3 separate regions of the Mus musculus genome follow, and regions 1 and 3 are each linked to region 2. A link is a contact called in public HiChIP or PLAC-seq data. All regions are on one chromosome and are shown on one strand. Each heading gives the region's core, a stretch centred on a gene start, on an enhancer-like site or on the middle of the called end of the contact. The rest is flanking DNA. Distances are from core to core; before and after follow the strand shown. Region 1 overlaps Kifap3 (kinesin-associated protein 3). Region 2 holds the start of Prrx1 (paired related homeobox 1). Region 3 overlaps Kifap3 (kinesin-associated protein 3).

Region 1 (2,700 bases), core at 112-2,611, 530 kb after region 2:
ATATACAATTTATGAACCTATATGTAAATTAACTTTAAAAATTAACTCATTCATTTCTCCTGTAACCTTCAGAGTCACACTCTCTGATTCAGGTGTGGCTCTCAATACTATTTGCATGAAGCTTTTCGTATTTAACTTTACATATATTTGTATTTTTTTCTTTTTCTTACTTGTTTTCTTCTTTTTAAAGATGTGGTCTTGCTTTCTGCATAGGCTAACCTAGCCTCAGACCTCTAAGTATTAGATCACAGGATATGCCATTGCACCCAGGAAAAATTACTGTTTGGCCTCTCTCTCTTTTCTTCTCCATAATTTAAATCTTGAATCAAACTTCTATCAGCAGAAACCTTCGTTTTGCAGTTTAAAGTGTATAGCCAGGTCATAATTTCTTTGGTTGGTCTGTGCATGCACTAACGTTATTGGGCTCTCTAGGTTCCAAAGCGTGCATTGAACCAGTTGCACGCTCTCAGTGAGAGTGCTGTGCTGTTAGGGCAGTCTTTGTGGCAGGCTGGTACTCCCAGGGGTTCCTAACCCGTAGGGCTTCATCCAGCTCAGGAGTTTGGGTTTTCTGGTTTAGACAAAGCTGACTGCACTTATTGTTGGCGACCACCAGAAGGTATTGTTGGACTGTAAATTGTGACTATACACACATATATATATGGTTATTTCTTATGACCATTCTTTAAAAAGCTGACAAAATTATTTTCTAACCATCTTTGAAGTTCTCCCACCAGGTTAAATTTATACAAGGTGTGTGTGTGTGTGTGTGTGTGTGTGTGTGTGTGTGTCTATAATTTTCAGTTTACCAACAACATCATAAATGAATGAATAAAATGTATCTCTTTTGTAAAAGAGAAAAAGTGCTTTGGAAGTGGGCTTTTTAGATTCGCTTATTAAAAACTGGAAATGGTCAGATTATTGTTTTCCCATCCAGTTATCTGAAATTAGTTTGCTCTTATGGTAGTTTCCTTTAAGAAAATAAGTTCATTCTTTTAGAGTAAGTTGGTTTTGCCTGGTTATTACCAAACTGTTAGGAAATTTCACACATCTGCTTCAAAAGGCAACTTCCCATAGACTGCATTGTTCAAACTGAATAGCCTCATTTATCCTGTGAATAAACCTACATTTTCTTACCTGATCAAGTGAGCAAACAATAGGGTCAGATGTGGCAAACACTTTAACAGAAAGCACATGTCTCAGTCAGGCTGAGGTACAACCATATCAAGATGCTTGAAGTTATTAATGGCAGTAAAATTTATGCTTCCTCCTGTTTTCCCAATTAAATCAAGGAGCCTTTTTTTTTCCTAAGATTCTTGTACCACCAGCTGGTTCCAATACTGTGTGTGTGAATGTTGCCTGGGCTGTCTCCATGCTCCATGGTGAAATTTGGCACATTAAGTGGCTGGTTTCCACTCTGAGCTAGAAAGTGGTTCTTTTAAAGGGATTTATTTTGGTCTTTATCATTTGTATCTGAAGTGAGCCAGATAATGACAAACAAGTTGCAACAGTATTCTCTGGACATAATAAAAAATTACAAACAAGGTAATAAACTAATTGAAGACAGGTTGAAAATATATTTAAAAGAATGAAACTTTGTCTGTTTTGAATATTAGATTACTTTTTGAATATTAGAGTCCTTGGAATAATTAGTATAAAATTAGCTTAAATTGATTTTTAGCATAATGGTAGATTTGCCAATTTTATTTCTCATTTTGATATGTTAAGCTTGGTTTGTGCTGACCATCGTAACCTATAGGTGCTTTCCGTTTTCCCACTTAACTCTTGCTTTTCAGTTGTTGTATTGATCATTTCAGTTCCTCATCTAGGTGCTGCTGTCAGTAAGTCTATTACAAAACAAAGACCACCCACTAGAACTACAGTCTTGAAAATTGGACTGTCCAAATTCCACTGTAACCTACTTAAATAGTAATTCGTATATATTTGCTGTAATGAACTATGCATAAAATTATATGGAAGTATCTACTAAAGATGTTCTAGGACTGAAGATGTAGCTCGTTGGTAAAGTGCTTATCAAGCATGCCCGGGGCTCTAGTTTCAATCCCTACCACCAGATAAATAATTTTCAATAATAATCTTAAATTCATTTTAGTACATTTTGATATAGAAGATATTTGTATTCAATAATTGCTGCAGATAAATTTTGAGAGGTTGGTTTAACCTGTGGCATACTCTTCATACTATATTATTAATCGGCATTAAGAGCTCTAATTCTATATTAGACTTAGACATGATAGTTGTAGCGTGCTGTATTCTCAGAGCGAACTCGGGTGATGTATCACCTCGGTGCTGCACTGTTCTAGTAGAGGCGCGCTTGGAGTGTTCCACTTTAACTACGAGGACATGGGGTGTAGAAGGGAAGGAGAATCAGGCTAATAATGTGGCTCATCGTGTGGGCGTTCACTGTGATCTAGTGTTCAGCTGGGAAATGGAGCAAGAACAGAACTTTGACTTTATATTCTAATGTTCAAAATTCACATTTCTGTTTGAGTGATCTGTGATTGGAAAATCTCCAGAGTCTTATAAAATTAATGGCCGAGTGACGTTTCTCCTGATCACTTTAGAGATGAAAGAAATAAGAACATTTTAAAACTCAGAACTGATCAGCATGTGTTTTGCCTCTTGCTTGGAAAACCAAGTATAAGAGCAGCCCAGAAAACTGATTTTTCTTCCTGCTTTAGC
Region 2 (2,700 bases), core at 162-2,661:
TCTGCGATCAGCAACCAGCCACTTTTCCCAGGACTCCTAACTTCTTAACGCCTTGTCTCCCCGAAACCGAAGCCTGGAACACGCTCCCGCCGCCCTCCCCGGGCCTCCACCCTGTGTCCCCAGCGCACACTCCCCGGAGCACGCGCCCTCACTCACTGTCCTGCTGAGGGGTGTCGCTGCCACTGGTCAGTCCCGGTGACTCCAGCAGGCTCCGGCCCGCCTCGCCCACACTTTCGTCTGCTTGTGCCGCCACCATGTCCCCGGCCTCCTCCAGGTCTAGCAGGTGACTGACGGAGAAGTTCTTTTTCGCCTGCAGGGTGTCGAGGTTGCCCGGGCTGTCCAAGCGGCCGCCCAGCGCCGGTTGCCGCTCCAGAACGTGCCCGTAGCTGGAGGTCATGGTCTCCCCTCCAATCCCACCCACCCCCCTCTTCCCGCTCGAATCAACACCAAACGCTGTGGGCGTGAGGGGGGAGAGGAGCCGAGTGGGGAAGAAAGAGGGGGGAGTGGAGAGAGAGAGAGAGAGAGAGAGAGAGAGAGAGAGAGAGAGAGAAACAGAGGGTGGGACCCCTTCTGAAGTGTAGAACTTTCGGGACAAGTAACTTTCCCTGCAGCCTCGGTTACTTCGCTAAAGCCAAGTCCAGCGCGGTCCAGAGAGATAATCCACACCAAAAAGTTCAAAAATAAAAACAAAACAAACAACCTATGCTTAGATCAAAAAGAAAAAAAATATCCCTTTCAACTCTTAAAAAGCGTCCACTCGCAGACACTAAAAATAATAATAAGGGGGAGCGAGGAAAGGGGAGGCCAGCGGGGCGGGGGAGTTAGGCAAACAGAAGAGAGAAGAAGGGGTGGAGAGAAGAATCAAAGTGGCTTTAAAAAAATTAGAGAAAGAGGTTAAAAAAAGTTATTCCCCCGGCAAGAGTTCAAGCGCCAACAGAAGAAGGCTTGTTCCAGCTTTAAAATGTCTTCAAGAAAGCGCGTTCCCCCTCTCTGCACTCCTGTGGATTCTCGGGAGTGACTAGAATTTCAGGAGAGTGATGTCTTGCAGATGTATTAGAGAGCAGGATTCTCACTTTACTCTTCGTAAGGAGGAAAAAAAAATAAGAAATAAAGAAGCGGGGCTTCAAGAGTCTGCAGAAGGGTGGCGGTCCCCCTTCCCTCCGCTCTCTCCCCCTTCTCCGTGCGGAGCTCCTTTTCCCTTCTCAGTTGGATCAAGAAGCTCTCTGGCACTTCAAAAGGCACAGGCTGGCATGGAGAGGAGGCTTTGTAGGGAATACAAGAAAATTGGAGACCCCTGGGAGGGCAGATCTCCACTTAATAGGAGCCTGTAATTACGTGGCAAAGCCTTTGTGCGGCGCCTGACGTTTTACAGACCCCCTTTCTCCATCACAATCTCCTACCTCCTTTTCCTCGGACCGAAAAAACAGTCTGATTAAGAAAACCCCTTTGCCAACATCAGAGCCAGAGAGAAAGGGAGAGGGAGGGAGCAAGAGAGGAGGAGGGAGGGAGGAAGGAGGGAGGGAGGGAAAAGGGAGGGAAGCTAAGGAGAGAGCCCCTTTGGATTTTTAAAATAAAGGTCTAATTATCATTCCCTTGCAGTAGTATCACAGAGAGAAAAGTGCCCGAAACCCGCAGTCACTTTAAAACGGGGCTGATTATTTTGTTTCAGCATTAACTCCTCCGGATTTGTTTGAGATCCTCTTGGAATATCTCATTTGCATGTTTTGATAACAGCTGAGGGCAAACTTGTTAGGAAAAGAAAAAAGAAAAAGGAACAGGGAAAAGATGCACATCTATAACAGTCAAATCTGCGGCTGCACCGCCCCCCAGTAACTTTTCCTGCAGCTTTGTTTTGGCGGAGAGCGCAGGGAGAGTCTGAGACTGAACGGCAAAAAAGAGCAAGCCTATTAAAGCTCGTTTGGCTCTGTAGAGACAGCCTATTAAATAATGTAATAAAATAACAAGAGCGATAATAACGGGAGGCTCTCTACGATCTAAAGACGGCTTGGGCAGATCCAGAAGTCTTCAGCTTCGAATGGATTCGAGACTTTCGCTGCCACCAGAAATCCCCAGGCTTCAGACAGTAGAAAATTTACATATTCATTAAACCAGAAGAAAGTCCGTCCTGATAATTCCCCTACCTTTGCCAATGTTCTAATTTCTTGCTCGTAGCCGAGGCTGCCCCAGATCAGAGCAGACAGGAACACTGGGGCTGAAGAAGTTGGGGGGAGCAGGAGGAGCTGGGGGTGGGGTGGGCTCTGTGCTAATCTGTATCCAGTTCGGTGAGGCCCTGGCAAACACAGAGACTGAGGAAGGTCGAAGTCTATGACCAGGCTTGACAGAGGGCAGAGCGGTGCTGGACGGTGTTTTCATGACCTGTTGGAATCTGGTAACAGCTTTAATAGTCTCATTAGGAATGAGTTACTATATGGCCAGTAAGTAAAATAGTATGTGCTTATTTGTGGCGTTTTATGTTCTTTAAACACACACATACATACGTTTCCCCTCGCTCCCCTGATTGCTAGATTTCCCCTTCTCCTGTAGCTATGAGATTGAATTGAAAAGAAGGAAGGGTCCCAGTGTGTATAAATGGTTTCTGTGCTCCAAACGGCCATAGTTAGCCCAGAACTTCCAGCCCTGATCTGGGAAAAGAACATTTGATGCCATCAAAGGGCTGTAGATTGAAACCAGATGTGCGCG
Region 3 (2,700 bases), core at 105-2,604, 560 kb after region 2:
TGGTTATTGTCCTGTGTGTGCTCCCACCTTGCTCTGGTTATTGTCCTGTGTGTGCTCCCACCTTGCTCTGGTTATTGTCCTGTGTGTGCTCCCACCTTGCTGTGGTTATTGTCCTGTGTGTGCTCCCACCTTGCTGTGGGAGTGCTGGAAGCACAGAGGCATGCAGTGGCACCCAGCTTTCTTTCGGCTCTGCAAATCTGTAGTTGGCTTCTCACACTGAAGGAGTGAGCCCTTACCCACCACGGCAGCTCTCCAGCCCAGCGCTCACTTTTACTGTGGGTGTAGACACAGCACAGAGATTTTCCAAGTGAATTGTTGGTAGAATCTGTAAAATCATCTTGCCAAACAGCTACAGCTGGCTCCTCATTATGAGCATACTAAGATTTAATTCATCAGTTTAAGTACATTTTAGAATTTTGTCTTAATTCTATAAAATGAAATTTATACTTAATGCCAAGTTTGTTTGGCCTTCTTCTGTAGTTCATTTTTGGATCACATGGAATTTAGACTATTTTTTCCAGCTTGTTAAAAATTAAAAAAAATACATATGCATGAATGTTTTTGTGTATCTCCTTTACTGATTCTTACATGTCTTGCTTTATTTTGATTCAATTGACCATAGTTGGACTTGAAACCCAAACAAAGTATAAACATGATAATTCATGATTGCTTAATTAAATAAATTTTATGTAATTATATATTTTACTATAAGGTCTATAGTGGCATATTTTAAAAACTATTTATACAGGTTAGTCTCATCATTACTTTTTAAAAAGTTTGTCTGAGGAGATAGTCATACCGAAAAGTCTGCTTTAACATTTTCCTCAGTTGAGACTATGTAAAGGCCCACACTAGGAACGGTCATGTTAAGAAAGAGGTAGTGTATACATAAAAGCCAACAACTTTATTAAATGTATGTTTATTTGAAATATATATATATATGTGTATTTTCAAGAAAATATTTTTAAGCTATAAAAAGCCTCCCCTTTTTGGAGCTTCTTAGCCTTAAAAAACTGGGCTATTTTAGACTTATTTTAATTTAGTATAAAAATTTTTTATTAAATAAACTATATTACAGTCTCAATTAGGGGTCTGCCAGATTAAAGAAGGGGAGAAGTCTGTTTTCTATCAATTGCTCCAGGACACAAAGCAGATCTGTGTAGCTCTGTGTTATCCTAGAGTGTGTTAATCAGATACAAGGTGTGACGGAAGCCAGTGACAAGAGCTCCCGTGATAGTGCCCAGACCCTGATGATAGGCTGGGTGAGCCTTCAGGATACTTCAGTGGTTAAACAGTAAACAAAGGGATGTAGAACTTCAAAAGGGATGGCACATTCCATGCAAAATCAAACCATAAGTCTCTGGTGACACATGAGAGTTTATGGAACCCGAGTGCCTAAGATCGTAATGTCAGAAGCTGAGACGAGGGAAAAATAAAAGACAAGCATGTTTTCCTTTAAATACAGCATAGAATGAAAACTTAAAGACAGAGCCCAGCAATACATGCCTCATGAAAAGTGTTCAGCAGTGAGAAGTGTCTCCCTGTAGGAATGCTACAAAGGCTTGGTGGAGTTGGCTATGTCCTAGCTGGGATCGAAGTGCTGAAATTCTCACAGCTGTTTGCTGCTATAGGATGGAAACTGGGCATGTGAGAGCATTAGGAATCCCAGAGGGATGCCATAGGAAATTGATATTAATATGTTGAGTTTATTAATATTTGACTCTACTCATTTGGGGATGCTAGGCTGTGTACCTCCAGAACTTCATCACCTTAATTCATGATGTTCTAACAGAGAAACATAACTGAAATCTCAAGGGTCACCTTTCATGCCAACACTGCTGAGCATGACTGTGGTTTTGGTAGCAGGACTCTATAAATATTGCTGAAGCTTTTGTAAAATATAATTTCTGTTTCCTAGGTGATAACAGTTTCCTGTTGAGCGGCCTCCCTCCTCACACATTCTCACTTTCCCCAGTGTTTTCAGCAGTGGTCCTGTGTCAGTCACTACACAGTTGTAGAATCAGACTTGTAGGGTGCAATGCTGATGCTCAAAGCTCATATTAGTTACTCTGAATACAATCTGGAGATCAGAGGATGCTTATTTTAATTTTATTTCTTTTGTACATGGATGTGTGTAGCATGCACTCGTGGCAGTGCACTTGCAAAGGTCAGAGGACAACAGACAGTGTGCAGAACCCTTCTACTGTATATATTGCAGAGATCCAACTCAGGTCTTCCAACTTAGCTGCAAGCACCTTTCACCCACTGAGCCATCTTGCCAGCCCAAAGATTATTTAAATAAAAATAGCAGTTCAGTCTGCTGTTCAGGATGTGGAGAAAGAGGAACACTCCTCCATTGTTGGTGGGATTGCAAGCTTGTACAACCACTCTGGAAATCAGTCTGGCGGTTCCTCAGAAAATTGGACATAGTACTACCGGAGGATCCCGCAATACCTCTCCTGGGCATATATCCAGAAGATGTCCCAACCGGTAAGAAGGACACATGCTCCACTATGTTCATAGCAGCCTTGTTTATAATAGCCAGAAGCTGGAAAGAACCCAGATGCCCCTCAACAGAGGAATGGATACAGAAAATGTGGTACATTTACACAATGGAATACTACTCAGCTATTAAAAAAATGAATTTATGAAATTCCTAGGCAAATGGATGGACCTGGAGGGTATCATCCTGAGTGAGGT

Evidence for each region. HiChIP or PLAC-seq counts read pairs in DNA pulled down with a chosen protein or histone mark.
Region 1: an H3K4me3 HiChIP or PLAC-seq map of embryonic limb bud shows a contact between it and region 2, with 4 times the contacts expected there. The contact joins the enhancer-like site here to the promoter of Prrx1 in region 2. A contact is called at or near these places in 12 of 39 promoter capture datasets (3T3-L1-derived adipocytes, the C10 cell line, cranial neural crest and 8 more), 9 of 484 Hi-C or Micro-C datasets (the MC3T3-E1 cell line, MC3T3-E1-derived osteoblasts, adipose-derived mesenchymal stem cells and 6 more), 13 of 115 datasets of contacts at active chromatin or transcription factors (the NIH/3T3 cell line, astrocytes, craniofacial prominence and 9 more) and 3 of 9 other capture datasets (adipose tissue, embryonic stem cells and embryonic tail).
Region 3: a contact with region 2 is called in an H3K4me3 HiChIP or PLAC-seq map of craniofacial prominence, with 3 times the contacts expected there. The contact joins the enhancer-like site here to the promoter of Prrx1 in region 2. A contact is called at or near these places in 1 of 39 promoter capture datasets (liver), 5 of 115 datasets of contacts at active chromatin or transcription factors (astrocytes, craniofacial prominence, embryonic hindbrain and 2 more) and 1 of 9 other capture datasets (embryonic stem cells).

Annotation. Positions count from the first base shown.
Region 1 is chr1:163,842,845-163,845,544 of GRCm38.p6, forward strand. All of the region lies in intron 10 of Kifap3 (kinesin-associated protein 3), which reads left to right. Among named protein-coding and RNA genes, the nearest start is that of Kifap3, 65 kb to the left of the region's middle. Within about 2 kb of position 1,362, at least 13 of the 459 cell types and tissues checked have an H3K27ac peak or open chromatin away from gene starts, as enhancers often do. A contact at or near this core is called in embryonic limb bud and tail fibroblasts, where this site is marked.
Region 2 is chr1:163,312,239-163,314,938 of GRCm38.p6, forward strand. Prrx1 (paired related homeobox 1) reads right to left here and starts at 1,412. Exons shown (of 4, transcript NM_011127.2): 1 at 157-1,412. The coding sequence starts at 397.
Region 3 is chr1:163,873,112-163,875,811 of GRCm38.p6, forward strand. All of the region lies in intron 17 of Kifap3 (kinesin-associated protein 3), which reads left to right. Among named protein-coding and RNA genes, the nearest start is that of Scyl3, 55 kb to the right of the region's middle. Within about 2 kb of position 1,355, at least 11 of the 459 cell types and tissues checked have an H3K27ac peak or open chromatin away from gene starts, as enhancers often do. A contact at or near this core is called in craniofacial prominence, where this site is marked.